Regions from separate parts of the Arachis hypogaea genome. Here region 1 is linked to region 2. Evidence: chromatin contacts called from public Hi-C data. All regions are on one chromosome and are shown on one strand. The core of a region is the stretch at or near the end of the contact, and the rest is flanking DNA. Distances in the headings are between cores, read along the strand shown. Region 1 holds the start of LOC112722505 (GDSL esterase/lipase At1g74460). Region 2 holds the start of LOC112724037.

Region 1 (2,819 bases), core at 137-2,636, 270 kb after region 2:
ACTCGACCAACCCAAATTGGTTTCTTTCACATTCATCTTTATCAAGTTGCAATCTTTGACTATAACTTTTAACTATGCAAGTTGGACAACTTGGTCCAACTTGCCAAGTAGTTTCATCAGTCTTCCAACTTGATAAGAACATACTTGATTTTAGACCAAGTTTAAGTTCTATAATATTCTTTAATTTTCTTAAAATTTTATCATGCTCCATTTATATTACTTGTAATCTCTAGCCATTTTTATTAACTTCAAATTAAAAAAGAAGAATTTTGTTTCTTTTCATACTTTTGCTGATGCGAAAATAGATGATTTGATGATTGCGTAAATTTTTTTTTTTAATTCTTAGGATATTAAAATTAAATTTTTATAAAAAGTAAAAAAGCAAACTTGCTCATTTATTTGTTAACTCTAATAATAGGTTATTTCATTATTTTGGAAGGTCTTGAAAATTATTTTTGTAAGACAAATTGGTTTTTTTATTATTTTTAATAAAATATTTAATATATGCATTGAATAAATTAGTGCATAATAAATTTTATTATAAGGTAATTCAGTGCCAATTAAGACAAATTAGTTCATCTCAGAATAATAAAAATTTATTGCGGATCAAAGTGTTTAATCCAAAACAATTATGCTAAGTGTATACAAAAAAAAAAATTAACCACTAAATTACTCATTTGTATAGAATATATATTAAAATAAAAAATATATATTAAAAACAACCTAAATACTACATATATTTATTCATAATGATTAATTTAGTAATTGATTTTTAATGTATACATAGTATTTTTTATCCCAAATTTAAGTATGTACTTGACAACCAATTTAAATATTTACTCTTACTAAGTTAATACTTGTATTTCTTTTTCTAGTCTATGTCATTCGTCTGGTTAAAAGTATGACTAAAATAATTAATAAAGATAGTTTATCAAGAAAAATTCTAAAACGATAACATAAATAATAAATTTATGTTGCTGGCTCTCTTCGATTACTTAAGAACCCCTAGTTGGTTAGTATGGTGGGTTTTGAGATTTTGGGAGAATTTAGAGGGAGAGAACTTTCCAGTTTGGTGAACTTACTAGAATAAGTGAATAACACAACCCATGGAAACGTGGTTTGTTGAGAAATCGAATTAAAGGGCCACCTCTCTCTATTCCTCCAATTCCAATTCCTCATGACAAAATCTCAATTAGAACAAATTCTCTGGACTTAATCAAACATTCACATTTGTGATCTTATACTTATTGTAACAAAATATAAGGTAGTTGCATTAGGTTTGAATAAGCAATAATAGTTGGTATATCAAACAATTATACTTCAGCGCAGCGCCCCCTCTGTAACTTAGAACATAACATTCTCAGCATATTATAAAAACCAAACATAGAGGTCATGTGTGAGTGTAACTTGGTACACAAATTAAACATGAAGTTGAATAATCTGGCACTAGTTGTTGTTCTAGCAGGGACCATTTTGGGAAATGGGATAATTAGAGGGTGTGATTGCAAGATTGTGCAGTTCATATTTGGTGACTCCCTCTCTGATGTTGGAAACAACAAACGCCTCAATAGAAGCCTTGCTCAGGCCAGCCTCCCTTGGTATGGTATTGATTTTGGTAACGGATTACCCAACGGAAGGTTTACTAACGGCCGCACCGTTGCAGATATTATAGGTAATTATTTCTGTCATAATATCATTTCTCCCAATAATTTAAATGGACCCAAAAAGGCATATGAATGACTATACTTCTAATAATTTCATTTTTTTTCTATTATTCAAAATATTTGCCACTTTAAAATTTCTATAATAAATTTATTAAAAAAATATTTGCTGACCGAATTATACACATTTAGGCGACAATACTGGCCTCCCTAGGCCTCCAGCATTCCTAGACCCATCTTTAACCCCAGAAATTATTCTAGAAAATGGAGCGAACTATGCTTCTGGTGGTGGTGGCATTTTGAATGAAACTGGGCAGTATTTTGTGAGTTCCAATGTTAACTTGCATTTTATTGATATAGTGCGTGTTTTGTTATATATTTTAGCCATTTAAAAAGCACATTTATAAGATAATTGTGCATGTTTACAGATCCAGAGGTTTTCTCTGTACAAGCAAATTGAGCTATTTCAGGGGACACAAGAACTAATTGAGGCCAAAATTGGAAACAGTGCGGCACAAAAGTTTTTTCAGGAAGCTAGATATGTTGTTGCGTTAGGGAGCAACGATTTTATCAACAATTACTTAATGCCTGTTTACAGTGATTCATGGACTTACAATGATGACACTTTCATGGACTACTTGATAGGAACACTCAGAGACCAACTCAAGGTTTATTTTATTAATTAATTTACTTTAATTATTATTCGAACAGGAAAAAAAAAAAACAATTTCTTTATATATGAGGTATAACTAAATACAAATACGACTATGCTACATATATACTAAAATCAGCCATTAAAATCAGCACTAATATAAAATATATATTAGAATACAAATATAAATTAAAAACAAATTAAACTACACATGTATTTATATATAAATATATTGTTTGCTGATTTTAATAGCTGAATTTAGCATAGGAATTGAATTTTTGATACAAATAATACATCTCGAATTTTTTTTGTAACTTTTTGATGATTTGACGGGGCTTAAAGCCCATTTTTTTTTTGTAGTTGCTTCATGGGTTAGGAGCAAGGGAACTAATGGTATTTGGGCTGGGCCCAATGGGCTGCATTCCCCTTCAAAGGGTGCTAACAACAAGTGGAAACTGTAGAGAGAAGGCAAACAAATTGGCTCTTTCTTTTAATAAAGCAACAAG
Region 2 (2,788 bases), core at 244-2,743:
GATTTTCAACCCACCAATAGAATAAGGTAGGATAGAGTTTTAATAAAATTTTTAACCCGCGAGTAGGATTAGAGTAGAGTCCAAACCCTACCCTACCCTACCCATTGCTAGCCTTACTTGATCATGAATAGACATACTTTAGTACCTGTACAAATAATTAGAGTAGTGATATATTATATAGACAGAACTCACAGAAGAAATTTCACAACTCTGGATTATAACTATAATCTATAACCACTTAACCAGTGTTAATAGGTACTAAAGTTTGGTGATTATGTCATGTCCCAAGCCAATAAAAGAAGAATTCAAGGACTACCCTAAGCCTACAAGTAGGCAGGACGTTCAGTTATAATGTCTGGGTTGGCAATCTTGGATGCCCCTACTCCCAACAAGTTGTTGGTCAGGATCGTAAAACTATCACTGTTTGGTCATAAGGATAATCGTTTTTATCTTATTAGGTTAGAGCCTTTCTTAAACCACTAACGGCCGGGGGTTACCCGCGATTGGTAATGGCATAACCAGAAGGGGAGTAGGGGAGACAGGGTTAAGCAAGTCATTTCATGAAGAAAAGTTTATATAATATATAGTAGTATTTAAAGTTCATAAAAAAAAGAAAAAAAAAAGAAAAAAAAAGAAAAGTAGAATGTAAAACTTTATATCAAAATCCCAACAAGTAGTTAATCATACAAATAAGTATGCATTTATATTCTTGCCGAATAACATGTACATTGGTTCACATTATTTTAATAACAATATGACATTTTTAATGAAAATCAACATTTATGACTTCATTCCCAAAATAATTTTTCAATTCAGTAATTTTTTTGTCTCAAAAATCATCCACAATTTTTTTCCTTTTTCTTCTATGATTTCAACACCTTGAACAAAAGGAGAAAGAAAGGGGGGAGGGGGGAAGACCTCTAAAAAAGTAGGTACCAGAAATAAAATATGAAAAGTACTAAGGAATCAGTAAATTTTGTGATTTGTAATCATTAATTAATTATTATTAGTATTTTTAATAGTGTACCTCATTATTTTTTTTCCTGATTAAACGCTGGCCAAATCTAAATAAAAATGCTAACCCGTAGATTTTTTCATAGAATATTTTGTTCTAATCTTGTGTAGAATTAAAATGTTTGTAACGTCAAAAGAAAATGTGTGTTAAAGAATTTTGGTAAGTGCGGTAAAGGAGAGTTGCAGTAAAAAAGAGCTTTTATTTACATATAAAACATATAAATCATTTTTATTATTTAAAATCAAATTTAAAAAATTCACATTCTTTCAGTTAACTCCTCTCTCTTCCTAACATTATTACTGATGTGATGATACAATATGAAATGAATAGATGGAGCAAAAATTCTTGTTGGTTAAGGTAGAAATTCTGGTGTTTATCATTGGGCCTAGGTAATTTGAAATGGGCCAAACGGGGCCGTATTATCCGCAACAAGCTGATAGAGTCTGTATGAATGACCAAAAAGCTAGAGTCTTGTAGTAGTAGGAAAATCACTTGAAGAGTGAAGAGTTAGAGCCTTGACTTTTTTCAATGTGTCTGAAATAAAGAAAACAAGAAAACTGCAAGAAATTTAGTTAGGGTTTAGCTTAAACCTCAAGAACCAGAACCCTCAACCATGGCGGAAACCACCGCACCGGAAGAACAGCTCCCGGAGAAAAACACATCCTCCTCCTCCTCCTCCTCCTCCGCTGAAGAAATGGACGTGGACAGCCCCAAACCAGAGGACAAAGCGGACGACAAGTCTAAACAGAGTCGTGGTCTCGAGGAAGATGATAAGGTCCAGTCAGGTGACGACAAACCTACTGATTCCAAGAAGCAGAAGGTAGATGACAGAAAGGGGAAAGCCAAAGTTGATGAACAAAGTGAAGACAAGAAGGAGAAGAAAAAGAAGAAGGAGGAGGCGAACAAGGATATACCAACCGGTCCAGTGAAACTGAGTTACAGGACCTTCGATTCTTCGGTGGACATGTACGATTACTTCTACAACTTTCTTCATACCTGGCCCCTTAATCTCAACGTCAACAAGGTTCAATTCCCAATTCCTCTTTTCTTAATTAGCCCCAATGATAAGAACAAAATGGATTATTAATGTCTATGCATATTTATTATAATCTTGATTGAGTTATCTGTGATTGAATTGGCATAAAATGATTGTGTGGCAGTATGAACATGAAATGTTGCTGGAATTGGTGAAGAAGGGAGACAAGCATGCTGTTCGGAAGATAGGCGGGGGAGTCCGCTCCTTCCAAGTGCGCATGCACCCCACGTGGATGGGCAGGTGCTTCTTCCTCATCAGGGAGGATGAATCTGTGGAAGATTTTTGCTTCCGCAAATGTGTGGATACTATTCTTCCATTGCCGGATGAGATGCTTCCGCAACCTGGAGTGGACACCTATTTACGCAGCAGAAGTAAGTACTCCAAACAGGGAGGGCCTGCCGCTGCCGGATCAGGAAACTGATTTCTCAGAGATCTTCACTCTTCGCTGTGTTGTGCATACTTCACCAACTTCTTCCATACTTCCTCTTAACTGTAAAACTGCACTACCCAGATTTTTTACTCTCTATTACATTTGATACTCATATTCCTTTCTAAACTGATGCCTTACTTTACCCAAGTTCAACCAAATTTTGTTTTTTGTTACTGTCAACTTCCATTTGTATCATATTCCCAATGCTAGTAGACCTTTTGAATGGCTGGCAAATTGGAACAGTATCATTTTTCTTTGAAAAATTCTAGTTATTTTTTTAGATTTGACAACTGGAGCAAGGTAAATT

Evidence for each region. Hi-C and Micro-C count contacts between places; a contact is called where the count stands out from the background.
Region 1: a Hi-C map of an unstated tissue shows a contact between it and region 2, with 6 times the contacts expected there. The contact joins the promoter of LOC112722505 here to the promoter of LOC112724037 in region 2. A contact is called at or near these places in 3 of 8 Hi-C or Micro-C datasets (leaf and an unstated tissue).

What each region holds. Positions count from the first base shown.
Region 1 is chr11:124,514,025-124,516,843 of arahy.Tifrunner.gnm2.J5K5, forward strand. LOC112722505 (GDSL esterase/lipase At1g74460) reads left to right here and starts at 1,387. Exons shown (of 5, transcript XM_025773561.3): 1 at 1,387-1,672; 2 at 1,854-1,984; 3 at 2,090-2,329; 4 at 2,674-2,819. The coding sequence starts at 1,393.
Region 2 is chr11:124,240,252-124,243,039 of arahy.Tifrunner.gnm2.J5K5, forward strand. It overlaps LOC112724037, which reads left to right and starts at 1,494. Exons shown (of 2, transcript XM_025775340.3): 1 at 1,494-2,039; 2 at 2,176-2,788. The coding sequence starts at 1,629. The coding sequence ends at 2,472.